Regions from separate parts of the Sus scrofa genome. Here region 2 is linked to region 1. A link is a contact called in public Hi-C data. All regions are on one chromosome and are shown on one strand. Each heading gives the region's core, a stretch centred on a gene start, on an enhancer-like site or on the middle of the called end of the contact. The rest is flanking DNA. Distances are from core to core; before and after follow the strand shown.

Region 1 (4,725 bases), core at 576-3,075:
TGGCTTTTCTAGGGCTGCTCCCACAGCATATGGAGGTTCCCAGGCCAGGGGTCCAATTGGAGCTGCAGCCACTGGCCTACGCCAGAGCCACAGCAATGCAGGATCCGAGCCACGTCTGCAACCTACACCACAGCTCACAGCAATGCCGGATCTTTAACCCACTGAGCAAGGCTAGGGATCGAACCCGCAACCTCATGGTTCCTAGTCGGATTTGTTAACCACTGAGCCATGACGGGAACTCCAGGGAGCTTTTTCTTTTCTTTTCTTTTTTGTTGTTTGTCTTTTTAGAGCCGCACATGTGGCAAATGAAGCTTCCCAGGCTACGCCACAGCCACAGCAATGCCAGATCCGAGCCAAGTCTGCAACCTACACCACAGCTCACAGCAACGCCAGATCCTTAACCCACGGATCCTTAATCGAGGCCAGGGATCAAACCTGCATCCTCATGGATACTATCTGGTTCATTAACCACTGAGCCATGACAGGAACTCCAGGGAGCTTCTTCAAGGTAATTAAAGTTGAAGAAAGTTTAAGGGAAAAGTTCTTAGCCATCTCTAAAGTGCTGCTTCATTCGAGGAGCTAGGATTTGGGGTCTGACATCTTAGAGAACCAGGCCAGGGAGATGGTGGAGCCTGACCCAGCCTGAAAGCTTTCTGGAAATTAAAGTGATTTGGGGAGGAGCCTCAATTCCAGGCTGCCTTCCCACTGCCAGCCCTGGATGAGCATCACTTCACGGAAGTGGTTTATTTCCCAGAGGCACCTTGTCCAGAATCAGAGGCTTTGGCTTAAGGCCATCTGTTGGGCTAGGACTGCAGCCCCACCCCACCATCCCCCACTCCGGCCCCTGCCCCATCCTAAACAGCATCTCTGGCACAGGCGGATGGGGTTTTGCCTTTTTCTAAAAATTTGCTAAGGAGATGTTCCTCCTGTCAGCTAGCCTGAGTCCTTCCTGCTACTGTTTTCAAGAGTTTCCTCCCATGCTGTTGTGGGGACACAGGTAAGGGTGGCTCTCTTCTCCACTCCTCTCTGCACTGCCTTGTCTAAGAGGCCCTAACCATGATGTTCTGGCTTCTGCCTACCCTTCTTCATTTCCAGTTCTCCTTTGGGTCCTCTCTCCAACCAAACTCTCCCGGGGTGGGGTCCTTCACCTCCACCCCCACCAGGCCAGAATCAGATTTTCAGGAGTGGAGTAAGGAAGGCAGGTTGCCTTTTCTCCCGCTAGGGGCTCAAGCTAAGCTCTTCCTCAGGGGGCACATCGGGCTTTTCCAATGCCCCAGCCGCAGACTCCTGCCCCTCCCAGCCCCGGGCATCCCTGTGCCCTTCAAGCCGCTTCTGTGGCCCCCGGCCTTTAGGCCGGGCCTCCCCGCACCCTCCTCCTGCCTCCTGCCCCAGCTCTACGTTCTTGTGAGACGAGGTGTCTGTGCCCTGGGGGTGCGCAGGCCGCTGTCCGGCCAAATATAGACAAGAAGTCCGCCCCGCCCGGGACCGAATTTGGCGGCGGGAGTGTGGGGGGAGGGAGCGCAGACCTCTGTCCCTTCCAGACACCCCGCCCGCTCCGCTGGCTGCGGTGGCGGCGGTGGCAGGGGGGAGGTACCTGGTCCCGAGCCGGCCGAGGGGCGCTCACGCTGCGACTTCTCTGCGGAGGGGATTGGGGGTGCGCTGTGGACCGAGGGAGGCGTCAGGGCGCCGGAACTGCCTCTCCGGGTGTCCGCGGCGTCTGGGGCCCGGACGTTAGGCTGCGCACTCCGGCCGCTGCCTGCGACTCTCGGGGCCGGGCGCCGCTGCAGTCCCAGCTGCCGCTGCCATCAACCTGCGGAGGCGGGGCCTAGGGCAGGGGCGGGGTCGGAATGGCCCCGCCCCCCTCAGCGGCGGGAAAGTCGAGCGCCTCAGACTCCGCGCGGCCAGTCCGCTGGAGTCGGAGAAGCGTCAAAAGTAATTTTGTGTGTGCGCGCTCCTTCCCCTCGCTCCGCGCCTGCAGGGTGAGCTGGGGAGGCCCAGGATCCCAGTCCCAGACCTGGGCGCTGAGGGGGCGCGTTCCCCTTAGAGCCGGCAGCTAGGCAAGATAAGGTGCATTCGAGCTGCATTCTTGCTGCAGTCGCACTCCCAATTTAACGTGTACAAGCGGGCCAAGACTGTGGGACTACACGTCCAGACAGCCCTGAGGAGAGGTCCCTGAACATGCTCTGGGGGCCCTTGGATGAGGGTCTCAGCTGGCCCAGGGCAGCTGAGAGGGTACCCGACAGGGGGCTGTGAATGTTAACTGTTATCCTTGTTATTAGTGATAGTGACCTCTTGAGAACCTAAAACGCTGTCACTGTACTAGGCATTTCACCCTGTTGGAGAGGATTCCATGGAAGAGGGCAGAAAGCAGCCTAGAGACAGGGGGGTGGGGGTGGGGAAGAAAAAGACCAGCATTTGGGGTTAAAAGGAGGGATGGTGGTGGGAACCTCGAAGGCCCTCACAAGGCTCTTTTGTTTCTCTGGAGGAGGCCAAGCATTCAGTGGCTTGTGGGGGACAGAATCAGAAACTGTTACAGGTGCTCCAGAAATAATTAAAGCATTGTGGGGGCATAAGGGTAGATGAGGAATCTCCCTTTTATCTAAAAATTCCAGGCACATGATTAGGACGAAAAGACCTGAGTGACACAGTTGCTCCTTAATAACAATAGCTTACACTTACTGTGTGTTGATACTGTATTAAGGGCTTTACGCATTTAATTTTTTATTTTTATTTTTGGTCTTTTTGCCATTTCTTGGGCCATTCCCGCAGCATATGGAGGTTTCCAGGCTAGGGGGCGAATCGGAGTTGCAGCCACAGGCCTGCACCAGAGCCACAGCAACGTGGGATCTGAGCAGCGTCTTCGACCTACACCACAGCTCATGGCAACGCCGGATCGTTAACCCACTGAGCAAGGCCAGGGATTGAACCCGCAACCTAATGGTTCCCAGTTGGATTCGTTAACCACTGAGCCATGACAGGAACTCCGAGGGCTTTACACATTTTAATTCCATTCTGATAACAGCCTTCTGAGATGGGTATTATTATTACCTCTATTTTACAGATGAGGAAACTGAGGTTCAAAGAGGTTAAATAGTTAATGCATCACTCAACTCCGTAGGTAGTAGAGCTGAGATTCTTACCCAAGTGGTCTGGTGTCTGGGTCAAGCTTTCAGCACCATGCATTTCTGCCTCTCTTTGAAGGACAGTGCTGCTTTATCTCAGTGCTGATACTGGGAGTTATGCTTTGTAGCACAGAGGAGAGGATGCCTGGACTAATTGCAAAACTGGAGTTCCAGCCATTGCTCAATCACCCTATTCTTGCAGCTCTCTGGGCTGTAAAATGAAGAGGGCTGGGTTAGGTTCTTTCCAACACTGCACCACTTGTTGGCAGAGAGTGAATTTGACATGCTGTCTCCTACCCTGAAATGGCTTTTTTTCCTTCTCCCCTGTCCTTTTCTTCTCTTTAAAGAGAGCCTAGCACTCCATTCTAGAGGGAAGGGTCTAAGACTAGGAAGCAGGAATCCTTCAATGCCTTCAGTTCCATCACCTGGGAAGGAAGGGAGTTGCTCTCCAGGTACAGCAGCAGGAATTGTTTAGGGTTGCATGGCTCAGCCCTGCCCTTTAGCCATCTTCTGCTGCCAAGGCCTGGCAGAGCTGTGGGCGGGTGGAGCCTCGGCACAAAGAACCAGTCAATGCAAAGAACCAATCAATGGAAGAAGCTACTGGGTGCTTTTCCTTGCTGTTTTCTTCTTCTTCTTCTTTTTTTTGGGGGGGCACACCTGCACCATATGGAAGTTCCTGGGCTAGGGGTTGAATTGGAGCTGCAGCTGCCGGCCATAGCCACAACAATGCGGGATCTGAGCCGTATCTTAGACCTACACCACAGCTCACAGTGATGCTGGATACTTTAACCCACTGATCCAGGCCAGGGATCGAACCTGCACCCCCATGGATACTAGTCCAGTTCTTAACCCCTGAGCCACAATGGGAACTCCTTCTTTGCTGTTTTCCATCAGAGCTGCAATCCATAGAAGATAGGCATAGACTTCATCTTTCATAAAGCCACCTTCTGGCTTTATCTGGCTTGTGGCCTGGCAATTTAGACACGGTTTGGTCATTTGTTTTGACTGGAAGCTCCTAGAATATTTTGTGAAATGACCTTGCTTTGCGTTCACCATTGTGCCCTCTGGCACTCCAGCCAGAGACCAGTGGTGTGCTGTCTCACTTGATATGGATGATTCTTTTTCTATCTTTTTAGGGCCGCCCATGGCACATGGAGGTTCCCAGGCTAGGGGTCTAATCGGAGCTGTTGCCACCAGCCTACACCACAGCTCACGGCAACGCCAGATCCCTAACCACTGAGCGAGGCCAGGGATCGAACCCGCACCCTCATGGTTCCTAGTCGGATTGTTTCCGCTGTGCCATGGCAAGAACTCCGATATGGACGATTCAGAATGAAGCAGGCTGATTTTAGTTCAAGGCAGTGTTTTCTCTGCAGACTTAGTGATTTAGAAACTGAGTTTTCCCTACATAGTAGCCTATGTGATGAATGGCACCACTAAATATCTCAGGATGGGACTGTGGAGGGGTGGAAATGGAGACACCTCCCCCCAGCCTGTTTTGGGGAACTGCACTTTGGCTCTCTCCTTCTATCATTGACATCAAATGCTTCTCTTCTTTTTCTTTTTTGGCTGTACCCGCAGTTCCTGGGCCAGGGACTGAATC
Region 2 (4,636 bases), core at 252-2,751, 150 kb after region 1:
ATGGTTTACACATCATCTTCCTAGATAATTAAAAATGAACATGGAAGCGATATGGAATTTGATCATGATGGCAATTTGAGAGTTCATTTTGGTCATAATAGGAAATCTTTTTGTACTATTTCCTTTAAAATATGTTTATAACACACACAGGTGATACATAAATACATGGATATAAATGTAATTTTTCTTACCCTGAAATATGCACTTGTGTATGTGTATACCTTGTGTGTGTATACACACACATATGTTTATGTATACATGTTTCAGGGTAAGAAAAATTATGTGTATCAGGAGTTTCTACAGTTTATACTGTTTAAATCCATAAGCACAAGAACATCAGGAGAAAAAAAAAAACTCGACCTTATACTGAACTCTGCAGTTCTGAATTAAGTGTTCAGAATAAACATTTCCTAATAGGCTCTTATCCTTTCATCCAAATCCAATAATTTGCAGTGAACAAGAAGGAAAATATATTAATTTTACTTTATTAATTTTTAAAGTTCCCAGAAAACTTTCTGGAGGAAGGTGAGATTCTAATTTTGTGGACTGGTGTGGGAGTGGTGGGAAGTAGGAAAACAAATGGGCAAATCTTTGATTCTTACTTGTAGACTGCTTTTTAAAAAATGAAGTTAATTACACCTTTTTATTCATTTGGGAAAATCATTTTGGGGAAACGTAATAGCACTATAAAAAGTTAATCATCCAGTCATGAACTACTTTTAAAGCAGCAAGATGCATGTTTTTATACAAGCTTCCCTAATTTTAACTCATATATTTACAATACCTCTACTCAGTAATCTAACAACTAGGTAATCATGCTTACTAGTTTGCCAGGGTTTGGCCTGGATTTTTGAGAATGTAAAAACAAGGAATGCATGGGAGCCAATGGCATACGGGGGAGATAAGCAAGAGAGGGAAAAATAATGAAGTCCTTCCTTAGAGAGATATGTGAATTACTCTGAACTTTTCATTGCTAATTTTGTTCACCGAGTTAATATACAACAGACTTGCAAAATTCAACACAGTTTTAAAGTAGGATTAACAGAAATTCATGAAAACTTTTTCATGAGTGAGTGAAACTATTCTCTGAGTGTTATATCTTTTTTTGGATATATACTTTTCATCTATTGTACATTCCGATTTTTCTGTTGTTGTTGATGAAAAGAAATAGAAGTCCTTAATACAATAGATCTCCTTGCCTGGATGTATGCATTCAAGTTCATTCCCTGGGTTTCCTGTGCTGTTTTTTCTGTAGGTTGGGCTTTATCCGGAGACAATACCATTGATGGCCTTGCTAAATTAGTAATACCAATGCCAAAACAAGTCATCAAAACTTTATCTCTGCCCTTGAATTCTTAACAAAATGCTTTGTTTTAATTTAAACATACTGGAAAAAAACTCCTCCAATGCCTCAACCACTCAGAGGGGAAGAGAGCAGGCCTAACGGGACTTTGGATTATGAGCAGCTTCTAGGATCAGGCTCTAGTTAGTAAAATCTATGGACTGCTTCCAGGAGCAGCTTGGTACGTTTTCTGCCAAGATCCACTGGAGCACTGCTGCCCCTGGCCCTGAGGGCTGAAGGCTAGTTCAGCACACAGGAAGGTTCTTTTGGTGGCCTTGGCAAAAAACAAGAGCCCAAGCCCAGAGACTTTCCAAGTTGGTCCCCTTCACATGGCTGCACGAATTAAGAAATTACTGAAGGTTCTCCTTTACCTTCATCTATGGAGTACACCATTCCTCCAGTACTTTTTGTTTATCTACGAGGTCTCAAGACTTTCTTGTAAGACAGGAGAAAAATACTTTGCCACCTTTAGTAGGTACTCCCATTTTACACTTTTCACAGTCTTTAGCTCAAAGGATTCACCATTAATCTCAAACTATTTCAAAAAAGGGCTGTGGTCATAAAGAGCCGAGATTTGGAGGTAACAACCAGTGCTTGTTGGACATTCACTAAAGGCCTTGTTGATTTAAAGAAAAGGGGGGGCACACTAATTTGGTTTATTTCCATTGTGAACCAGTAACTGTTTTGCCCATAAGTGTTATGACATTGGCTTCAAAATCTCTGAGACCTGGATTGTGGTCTTTGGCCTGGTTATTTTGGACCTTGAGGGGATGGACAGATTGATCCAAGAAACTGCAGCTCACACAGCTGAAGAAGTACATCTGGATTGTCATGTGGGTGCCATGGAGCTATTATACACACAGAGAGAGCATTGGAGATGATGGTAGTCTTGATTTTAGCTCTCTCTTATAGCTCCTGGACAATGCCATTTTAAAAGGATAAACTTAAAAAAGAATATTTGTATAGCACTTTGCAATTACTGAAAGTAGACTTTTGTTTTAATTCAAAAAGGTACAGAAATCTCATATTGGATTGTGGTTAAATTATACATTTTTTGCTATTATCAGTTATTTAATCATTAGATCTTATAACTTAGTGTACTATCTAGTTCTTAAGGGGAGATGTCCCCTTGGTTTTAATAGTGAATACATGAATACTTGTTAATTATTGAGAACTTTTTATTTTGCTAGAGGCATAATTACAAATTTTTAACCACCAGACCTTCCTGTTTAAAGACTCAAGTTTTACTTATAAAATGTTCTTGAATATTTGTTAATTATTCCTTAATAAAGTTTTTTTTAAGTACTACTCAAGGACAACCTAGTAAGACAATGTGTATTATACTGGAGTACCAAAAAAGCATGATTCCCCAGCACCCACATTTATAAAGGATAACAATGGAAAGAAAATCTTCCAAGTATCAACTCTTGCCTTCAGAAAATGTGAATAATACGAAGAGTTCTTTGTATTACTAGCTACTAACTGATCTGGAGGGTCTCTATGCCAGAAGCCACTGTTGCCACCCATCCCCATACGGATGTCTTTCATCTGGTAAAACTAAAACTCTGTACTCTTAAAGGATAACTCTCCATTTCCTCTCTCACCATTCCCTGGCAATTACCATTCTACTTTCTCTCTTTATGATTCTGACTATTCTACATACCTCATTTAAGTGGAATCATACTATACTTGCCTTTTTGTGACTGGCTTACTTCACTTAGTATAGTATCTTCAAGATTCATCTGTGTTGTAGCACATCGCAGAACTTCCTTCCTGTTTTAAGGTTGAATAATATTCCTTTGTACTTATAAACACCATTTTGCTCATCCATTTAACTGCTGATGGACACTGGGTTGCTTCTACACTTTAGCTATTGTGAATAATGCTGCTAAAAATATGAGTGTAGAAATAACTCAAGACCATTCTTCCAATTCTTTTAATACCCTGAAGTAATGTTACTAGATCATATGATACTTCTATTTTTAATTTTTGAGGATCTGCCTTACTGTTTTCCACGGCGGCTGTACCATTTTATATTCCAATTAACTGTGCACAAAGGTTCCAATTTCTCCATATCCTCACCAACACTTGTTGTTTTATGGTCTTTTTGGTTCTTTTTTTTTTTTTAAATGGCCACACTTGTGGCGTATGGAAGTTCCCAGGCCAGGGACCGAATCTGAACCACAGCTGTGACCCTCACCATTGCTGTTGTAACACCAGACCCTTTAACCCACTGCACGGGCCAGGGATCAAACCTATACCTCCACAGTGACTCAAGGATTCTTAATCCACTGTGCCATAGCAGGAACTCCTATGTTTGTTTTTATTTTTTATAGTAGCCATCCTAAGAGTTGTGATGTGGTATCTTACCATAATTTTGATTTGCATTCCCCTACTGACTAGTGACACTGAGCATATTTTCATGTGCTTTACTGGACATTCATTTATCATATTTGGAAAAATATCTGTTCAAGTTCCTTGCCCAGTTTGGAATCAGGCTGCTTGGGTTTTTTTTGGTTGTTGTTGTTGTTGAATTTTAGGAGTTCTTTATATAGTCTAGATATTAATCCCTTATCAGATATATGATTTGCAAATATGGTTTGGCTTTTTACTCTGTTGATTGTTTCTTTATGCACAATTTTGTTCATGAAGTTCATTTTGTGCAATTTTTCTTTTGTTACCTGTGCCTTTGGTGTCAGAGCCACTAAATCATCACCAAATCCAATGTAGTAAAGCTTTGGGCTTAAGAATTTTACTGTTTTAGGTCTTATATTTAGGTCCTTGATACATTTTGAATTAATTTTTGTATATGGTGTTAGGTAAACATTCAGCTTCACTCTTTTGAATGTGTACATCCAATTTTCCTAAAACCATTTGTTAAAAAAACCTGTCCTTTCCAATTGAATAAGCTAAGGCACCCTAACTATCAAAAATCATTTGATCATATATGTAAGAGTTATTTCTGGGCTCTCTATACTATCCCTTGGTCAATATACCTGTCCTTATACCACACTGTTTTGTTGATGTTTGTTAAATGCTTTTTCTTCATCAACTGAGATGATCATGTATTTTCACCTTTCAGTCTGTTGGTATGGCATATAACACTGGTTGATTTTTTATGTGGACAATCCATGCATTCCAGGATTAAGTCATACTTGGTCAAAGTGCATAATCCTTTTAATATGCTACAGAATTCTGTTTGCTAGTATTTTGTTGAGGATTTCTATATCAATGTTCCTAAGAGATATTAGTCTAAAGTATTCTTGGAGTCCCCTGGTGGCCTAGCAGTTAAGG

Evidence for each region. Hi-C and Micro-C count contacts between places; a contact is called where the count stands out from the background.
Region 2: a Hi-C map of skeletal muscle shows a contact between it and region 1, with 4 times the contacts expected there. The contact joins the enhancer-like site here to the promoter of CORO6 in region 1. A contact is called at or near these places in 7 of 47 Hi-C or Micro-C datasets (embryonic fibroblasts, fetal heart ventricle, heart right ventricle and 3 more) and 1 of 2 datasets of contacts at active chromatin or transcription factors (skeletal muscle).

Annotation. Positions count from the first base shown.
Region 1 is chr12:45,812,769-45,817,493 of Sscrofa11.1, forward strand. It overlaps CORO6 (coronin-6), which reads right to left and starts at 1,826. Exons shown (of 13, transcript XM_021067517.1): 1 at 1,595-1,826.
Region 2 is chr12:45,959,035-45,963,670 of Sscrofa11.1, forward strand. All of the region lies in intron 3 of SSH2 (protein phosphatase Slingshot homolog 2), which reads right to left. Among named protein-coding and RNA genes, the nearest start is that of EFCAB5, 120 kb to the right of the region's middle. Within about 2 kb of position 1,502, at least 2 of the 83 cell types and tissues checked have an H3K27ac peak or open chromatin away from gene starts, as enhancers often do. A contact at or near this core is called in skeletal muscle, where this site is marked.